Linked DNA regions of Sus scrofa: regions 2 and 3 are each linked to region 1. Evidence: chromatin contacts called from public Hi-C and HiChIP or PLAC-seq data. All regions are on one chromosome and are shown on one strand. Each heading gives the region's core, a stretch centred on a gene start, on an enhancer-like site or on the middle of the called end of the contact. The rest is flanking DNA. Distances are from core to core; before and after follow the strand shown.

Region 1 (2,570 bases), core at 51-2,550:
TGGGAGTTCCTGCTGGAAGCCCTGCTGGACCACCAGACATAGGAAGGACTGGTCCTCAGGGGGTCCCTCCCAGACGTTGAGTCCCCAGCAGAGGTCCCAGACACCACTGGGCAGAGACAAGCCACCTGCTGCTTCCTGTTCGAATCCCTGACTCATAGGAACCCAGAGAGGTAATAAAGAATTACTGTTGTTCTGCATCACTACGTGACTCATTCAACCATCTTATCTAAAGGAGCGAGGGCTGACTGGCCACAGATCCTAGCATGACCCCTTCTTGACGTCTGCCTTTAAAGGAGGATGTGTGAGAGCCAGGCGTGTGGCGGGGACTCAGGGAACAGGAGGAGCGTGATTGTCACCAAGGGCCGGAGGGTTCCTCTTCCACCTACTTCTTTTAGCTCCATCGTGATTTGTCAAAACTATTGACAGCAGCAATCGGGCCTGCCTCTAGAAATAGCAAAGAAAAAGCCAGAGGCAGGAAAGCTTTGGGAGAAACCTAGATACCTGAGTTCCATGGGAATTCAAAGAAATAGCGGGATCCTTAAGAACCCTCATCTTTCAAGTGACTTCTCTAGGCACCAAGTATTTTTTAGCTCATTATGTCCATCATATTTCCACCCCCACCCCCACTGCCCCCAGGGTAAAGATGGACAATGCTTCATCTTTCCGAGGTCAGGGGTGGTGGAGGAGTGGGGGAAGGGGTGGTGGGGGGTGGCGTGGCTGTGTCCTCTGAGTAGCACGTGATGTCAGCACGCCAGGGGGTTCTTTGGAGTGTGTCCTGGAAATGTGAGAAAGCATGCAAGGCATCTGACACCCTGTTACCTAGAATCGAATGTTTTCATGACATTTTGCCCAGCTGTACCTTTATATAGTTGGAGGGCGCAGAGATTATGCAGGTTCAAAGCGATTAAGCTTTCTTCCCCACCCAGCTGCTGGGGAATGATGCCTGGCATATGGACGATGGATAGGGTTACTCACTCCAAAGTGTGCTGGGAAACCTGTCTTTATGTTAGTTTAGTTTTGTTTAACAAGTAGCCCAGATCATCCGTGGCCATGCACTGGGACAGGAGGCCGCTGTCTGGAAGCCAAATCCCACGTGTAGGAGAGTAAGTCTGCCTGAACAGCCACATTTAGTATCTCCGGTCAGGTGGGGGGTTCTCTGCCATCGACCCCCCCAGAATTGTGTACACTTGTCTGAATCCCCACAGGGGCCCTGTGGCTTTGCGGGGGAGTCACGGACTGGCCTGAACTAAGGTGGGAGCCATCCTGTGCTCCCCACCTGCCGGTTCCGAGCTCGAGGCTGCCTCCCTTGGGCTCTGAGTCTCTTCTTCTGGGGTTGCTGGGGGGAGGCTGGAACTCAAATGCACTTTCCAGCTGGAAGGACTGCCATTTGAAAAATCCCAGGCAGCTCCTGAATTCCAGGGAGGGGCCTGGGATTTGCACTGGGAGGGGCCTCCTCTCCCAGGGCTGCCGGGCTAAATTGAGAGGGCAGCTTATAGGCCTGGCCTCTAGGAGAGAGGGTGCTATGGGGACACCGCCTTGCTCTGGGAAGGCAGCCAGGAGCTGGGCAGGGGCTGGCCCCAGAGGGACTTGCAGCTTGGCTGGGGTGTGGATGCTGGAAGAACACACACGGGGAAAGCCAGTTCCAGACCTGGAGGAGTGACAGCTGGGGAAAGCAGGTCTTGCCTCCGAGGGCAGCCACAGGCGGCCACCACAGAGGTCGAGTGGCCCTCTCCCCAGGGTCATTGGCTGCAGGGAGCACACAAGTCCTGGTGGCTGGAGAGAAGGCTCCACAGTGCCCATTTCAGAGCAGGAGCAAGGCTGGCCCCAGGGGACAGCCAGGGATCCCAAGATGTGGCCCCAGGGTGGCCTTTGTTCTCCAGCAGTTCTGCCACTGTGGCTTGGGGGGAACCCAATAGTGCGTGCGCGTGCACGCACACGTGCATGCGCGCGCGCGCGTGTGTGTGTGTGTGTGTGTGTGTGTGTGTTGGGGGAAGAGATGAAATAGGGGAGGGGGATATGGGGTAGAGGAGATGGGGGAGGTGGGGGAGGGGAAGGGGACGAGGGAAGTGGGTGCAAAGGGGAGTCAGAGGAGGTGATAGGGTTGATGGGGCAGGAGAAGATGGGGTGGGGGAAGCAGGAGGGGTGGGGAAAGTAGATGGAGTTTGGGGAGGTAGATGGGGAGGGGGAGGTAGAATGGGGGAGGGGGAAATGGGGTGCAGGAGGTGGGGAAGGTGGATGGGGTGAGGTGGGGGCATTTCTAGTCCCAGGCAAGACAGCCCTGCCAGGGACAGGCTCAACAATCTCCATTTCCTCTCCTCCTTGATGTTCTGTGACTTAAACACCACCTGTGAAACAGATGCAAACCTCTTGGGACTGCACAGAGGGAAACTAGGTTTTGTTTTTTGTTTTTTGTTTTTTTTTGTCTTTTTTCACTGCATAAGGAAGTTTCCAGGCTAGGGTTTGAATCGGAGCTGTAGCTGCCAGCCTATACCACAGCCACAGCAACGTGGGATCCCAGCCGCATCTGCAACCTACACCACAGCTCATGGCAACGCCGGGTCCTTAACCCA
Region 2 (2,570 bases), core at 39-2,538, 220 kb after region 1:
CATTTCAATTTATCCCATTATTTTGCTTTGCGACAAGTTCGGGTGGTCTGGAGCTGGGCATGCCTTACCCTAGGCGGGCTGCAGGGGGTGCTGTCTTGTGGCTCACCTTTCCTTTGTCCTTGTCCTTCCCCTTCTTCCCTTACTTAGGGTTGTAACCAAAGACACACCTGCACGGGCACACATGCATACATGCACAAGCACACACACACACACACACACACATGCATAGACACACAGACACATACATATGCACATATTCATACATACATACATACACACACAGATGTATACACACAGGCACACAGACTATACAGAGAGACATGTGCACGTACATACACACATGTACACGCATACATGTACCCATGTATACCTATATGCAGACATATATACATCATTTGAAAAGAGACACCTAGGAAAATGATGGTCCTGTAAAGACAGGAAGGATTGAAGGGAAGCAGTCACAAACCAAAGAGAAGCTGAGCACACTGGAAGCTGGGAGAGGCAGGAAGGATTTTTCCCTAGAGTCTCCAGAGGATACATAACCCCAATGACAGCCTTATTCGAGACTTCTGGCCCCCAGAACTGTGCGACGATAAATTTCTGTTGTTTTATGCCACCCGGTTTGTGATACTTTGTTCTGACAGCCCTAGGAAGCTAAGTATAGACTCAAAAACAAAGCGGTAATGATCAACCAGTAAATGAGGTCCATTATCCAGATGACCCAGAAAATGCAGGGCTAAAATTGGAGAATCTGATAACAGGCACCTGGGAATGAAGCTCTTACTCAGACACATTAAACCAAGCAGGAGCTGATCCACAAGCTGGGAGGAGATATAGCAAGAATCAACTGGGTTATGCAACAGAAAACGCCTCTGGGTTCTGGAAAACATAAGGTCTTGCAGCGGTTTGAGAGGGTTCTTATTATGGGCTTGCTGGCAAAAAGCATCAGGCAATGCCACGGACTGTGGTTCGGCTGGAGCCACTGGGGGAATAGCAGGAGCCGGCTCTGGGAAGGACTGGGGCTGCCTGCCAGGGCTGGACAGGGAGTGAGGCGGGTGGGGGCTGGGGACAGCTTGGAGAATGAGAGCATTGCAAAGGCAGGGAGCCAGAAAAGGTTGAAGCCAATGATCTTGAAGAGCTACTTGTTGGCTGATATTAAAAAAAAAAAAAATCTATATCCAGAGTCATCCATTTTTATTCCAAAGTATATACTCTGGATTAATATAACTCGTTATATCTTTCCCTGTAGATGTCACTGCAGGGAGGCCCTAGCAGATGGCCCTGGAGGAAGACACTGGGCAGCTGAGGGCTGTGCAAATGCAGAGGCTCCAGAAGGGCAACCAGAAGACCTGGGTTTCAGTTGGATAAACCTGGCTTCAGCAACCTCAGTCCTGAGGCTCTAACTCGAACCCTAACCCTAACCCAAACATAGCTCTTCTTAAAAACAGGCCCTTTGATTCATATTTCCTTATGAAAGGACATTTTGTCTTCTGTTTTCTCTCAGTGTTTGGTGCTCTGGGTTTAAGCTGGTGTCATTAGTTGCTGAATCCCATGCTCAGAGGGCGTGGATCACTGGACACCTTTGGATGTATTCGCCTGTGTGTCACTGCAGGCTGATCTTGGGCAAGGATTCACATAGAATGCACGCCTTCTACCCAGGTGAAAGGTCCCTTGCACCACAGAGAGGAACAAAGAGGATTGCCTGGTCTTGACTAGCCTGCTGAGCTGCTTACCTAGAAGAAGCTTCAGTACGAGACTTATCTTGATGAAGAAGATGCCAGCTTCTGTGCCCTCTCCCGCATGGATCCTCATAGAGAAAACTCGCTGGTGTTTGCCAGGCTGATAGGGGACTCTCAGCCCAGACAGGCAGGTGCCCTGAGTTGCTTGGCATACTTTTGCTCAGCTCCCCCTAACCTGACCTTTTGTGGCTTAGTTCATATCTCCATCTGTAAGGTTTAAGGCTACAGACGGTAAATAAATAAACAGATGCTCCGTTCCCGCCCATAAACGCCCCTATCTCTCCCACCATCTTGTACAAACTCCCACTGACTCTCCTTTGTATTCTTTCCCAGCTCATCTCTGACATGCAGGACCCTGAAATCAGAAAAACTTTTGATCCAGATCCTGCCATAAAGATAAAAAAAAAATGTTAATCTCCATGTTTATAGAGATTATCTGTTCTGTTCTATATTTCATCCTGGTAAAAATTATCAGTGCTATTTATAAATTCTGCAGGAAAAATGAGTCACTGGCTAATTGAGGAGGTGCTTTAAGACCATGAAAACAGTAGGTAAAGATTTTGATGCCAGATTAAAAAAAGAGACTTTCAGATCCTCTTAAAATATTATGTGTTTGCCATGACAGTAAATGCCTACTGTTATTTTGCTTCCAGCTCCCTGATACCAGCAGCTGTGCAGCTATAAGTGCTTTACTTCAATCCTTTGTGCCTCAATTTCTTCGTAATTAAATTTTGAATAAAACCATGGCAATAATTGAACATGGCTCTGGTAAGAAAAGATGAGATGACACAGTCACTCCTCTGGGGAGCCACAGAAACAGTGCTCAATTAA
Region 3 (2,570 bases), core at 41-2,540, 180 kb after region 1:
GGTTATGTCAGAAGGGGGTTGAGTGCAACCTCCCCGTTTTTCCACCACTGAGTTACTGGAAGGGAACCATCCCCTTCCCCCGGATGTTCTGATGGGTTGAGTTTGGCTTCAATTTGGCTTAACCAATGTAAATTAAAATAGAGACTTAAAAAGGTAATAAAATACCTCATTTTCCTGTATGGAGCTGAGTGTGCACAGGGAAGAAGGAATAATTTAATTAAAAGTCAGAGACTTAGAGTTCCTGTTGTGGCTCAGTGGGTTAAGGATCTGACATAGTCTCCATGAGGTTAGTTTCAATTGCTGGCCTCGCTCAGTAGGTTAAGGATCTGGAGTTGCTGCGAGCTGCAGCCTAGGTTGCAAATGTGGCTTGGATCTGGTGTTGCCATGGCTGTGGTGTAGGCTGCAACCGCAGCTGTGATTTTACCCCTAACCTGGTCGATTCCAGATGCTGCAGGTTCGGCTGTAAAAAGGAAAAAATTCAGAGCCTTTTTAGTGTTACTATTAATGAAATCATAGTAACAATAATAAGGATAGGCCTGTGTAAGAATGACAAGGCTGCCCTGTCATTTGCTCTGGGTTGCATATTTCTGATAATCTAGAAGCCAAAGGAATGGGCACCTCTCTGGAGGGTCCCAGGCAGCAGAGTGAAACCCTGACATCCAGGTATCAGGGTATCACTACGTGTTTTTCATTACTTGTGAACCTGGTGGGCTGTGGTTGGGATCATTTTTTGCAGGGTCTTGCCTAGTGGTTCTTTCTGACCCTGGGGCCACGCTGTAGGGTTTTCTATGTCTGCATTCAAGCAGCAGAGGAGATACTTAAAATACAGGCTTTTATCCTTCACAGAGATGATCCATCTTTGCAAAACAGCCCTGGGTTTTCTTGCAACACACTCGGAAGTGGCTCCAAGACTCTGTTACAGAAGAAATTCTTTAGTAGAACTTTTTCATTCGGAATTATCTAACCAAAGTTCTGACAATGGTGGAAAGGATAAAAATAATTACTCTGGATCCCAAGACAAGCTGAACATCTGGGTTATTACCATTGGTTTGGGTCCAATACCAACTTCCTTGCCCCCCCACCCCCATTCAGAACCCTTTGATTTGTATGCTCCTTGCTGGGAGAGATGGAAAATGCCAAGTGCCTAAATGCTTAGCTATTTCATTCCAGGATGCATTCCTTTCCTTCTAGTCACTGATGCCAAAGGAAAGTGGGAAGGATAGACTTGCAGCCTCCAATGGGGATGCAGTCCAGAGATTGAATTGGTAACTGTTCTGCACTTACAATGAACATCGTTGCCATAGAAACCCAGCAACAAGACAACTGAGAATCTGGTTGACTGAGACAAATAAATGTTTTCCTCTCATGGCTTGCAGGGAGCCTGATAAATTCTGCCTGGTTCCTCTCTGCTGGGGTGGCAGGAGCTGTATCAAAATTCTTTTACTGCCCTATCCTCATGTGTCAGACTGACAAGGACCCCTGTGTATGTTGATACAAGCCGGCTACATGACAGTATCCCACAGCTGCAGTCTGATTGCACCTGCTTATTTGCAACAGGTGCTGTGTTTTAAGACCCAAACCCCAGAACCTGGATTTTCAGGGGGGGCAGCTGCTGAATTTTTGGTTGGCTATTTTTCCTCCATGGAGCAGTGGCCCTCTAGAGAAATTGGAGCATCTGAAACCTTATCCTCACCTAAAGAACACTGTCAGGATTTTCCTTTTGCTGGGCCTCCAGGGCCGCAAAGAAGGATAAGAAAAGGATTTGGGCCACTTGCCTCAGCTTTGAAACCAGAACGCCAAACCAACCAGGCCAGCATGTGAGCTGCTGGCATTTCAGGAATGTACACGCTAAGAATCTAAGTGTCGAATGCATTTGACTAGTGAATGTGTGTTTACCCTAGTTGGCAACGTTCAGGTCACAAAACGAAAGTGGCAACTGGAACCTTGCCTTTTCTGCTCAACTTTGCATAACAGGGTGCATCAGCTTAAAAATGTCAACAGCGAACACTCCCATACAAATCTATTCCCAAGAAAAATACTGTGGGCAGTTTCTATTCTGGGAGAAACTTCTGGGGAAGAAAAACCTCATTTGGGTGCTATCCATCATGCTATTTAAGTCAAGGGAGATGTTTTAAGAGCAAAAATGCAGCATTTTGTAACATTTCTACCTACTCAAAACGCAGATGCTCCCGCAAAGTCTTGAAGGTTGCTTGTGACCCAGGCTCACGGGGCTGGTTCTTGAGGCTTTTTGACAAGGGGGCTATTTATGCCATTGAGGGATGGCAAAATATATGGTTTCTTTTTTCAGAGGTAAAAATGCCACAAAAATCATGGAAAACCAAGAAAGCACAGGAAAGTAACTAAGTAAAGAGTATGCATAATCGATCTGTGATCTCTCCACATAAAAATAATGATTCTACGTATTCGGGGGTGTTAACTCCTCTGAGGGAAGAGACTTAGGGATCATGATGAACCTCCCGGCTGAGCTGTGGTGACAGCCAGGGTCAGAAAAAGAGAGAGCGGCTCAGCTGGGTATTTCACAGTCAGCAGAGGTGAGGCCATTGTCAAGG

Evidence for each region. A called contact is a pair of places that touch in the nucleus more often than the background predicts. HiChIP or PLAC-seq counts read pairs in DNA pulled down with a chosen protein or histone mark.
Region 2: a Hi-C map of liver shows a contact between it and region 1, with 4 times the contacts expected there. The contact joins two enhancer-like sites. A contact is called at or near these places in 2 of 47 Hi-C or Micro-C datasets (liver and skeletal muscle) and 1 of 2 datasets of contacts at active chromatin or transcription factors (skeletal muscle).
Region 3: a contact with region 1 is called in an H3K27ac HiChIP or PLAC-seq map of skeletal muscle. The contact joins two enhancer-like sites. A contact is called at or near these places in 3 of 47 Hi-C or Micro-C datasets (heart right ventricle and skeletal muscle) and 1 of 2 datasets of contacts at active chromatin or transcription factors (skeletal muscle).

What each region holds. Positions count from the first base shown.
Region 1 is chr14:1,379,806-1,382,375 of Sscrofa11.1, forward strand. It overlaps LOC110256747 (a long non-coding RNA gene), which reads left to right. Exons shown (of 2, transcript XR_002338666.1): 2 at 1-197. Among named protein-coding and RNA genes, the nearest start is that of GADD45G, 220 kb to the left of the region's middle. Within about 2 kb of position 1,301, at least 26 of the 83 cell types and tissues checked have an H3K27ac peak or open chromatin away from gene starts, as enhancers often do. A contact at or near this core is called in liver and skeletal muscle, where this site is marked.
Region 2 is chr14:1,602,008-1,604,577 of Sscrofa11.1, forward strand. No RefSeq gene overlaps it. Among named protein-coding and RNA genes, the nearest start is that of DIRAS2, 370 kb to the right of the region's middle. Within about 2 kb of position 1,289, at least 8 of the 83 cell types and tissues checked have an H3K27ac peak or open chromatin away from gene starts, as enhancers often do. A contact at or near this core is called in liver, where this site is marked.
Region 3 is chr14:1,558,216-1,560,785 of Sscrofa11.1, forward strand. The region is part of intron 4 of LOC106505879 (a long non-coding RNA gene); the gene reads left to right. Among named protein-coding and RNA genes, the nearest start is that of GADD45G, 390 kb to the left of the region's middle. Within about 2 kb of position 1,291, at least 26 of the 83 cell types and tissues checked have an H3K27ac peak or open chromatin away from gene starts, as enhancers often do. A contact at or near this core is called in skeletal muscle, where this site is marked.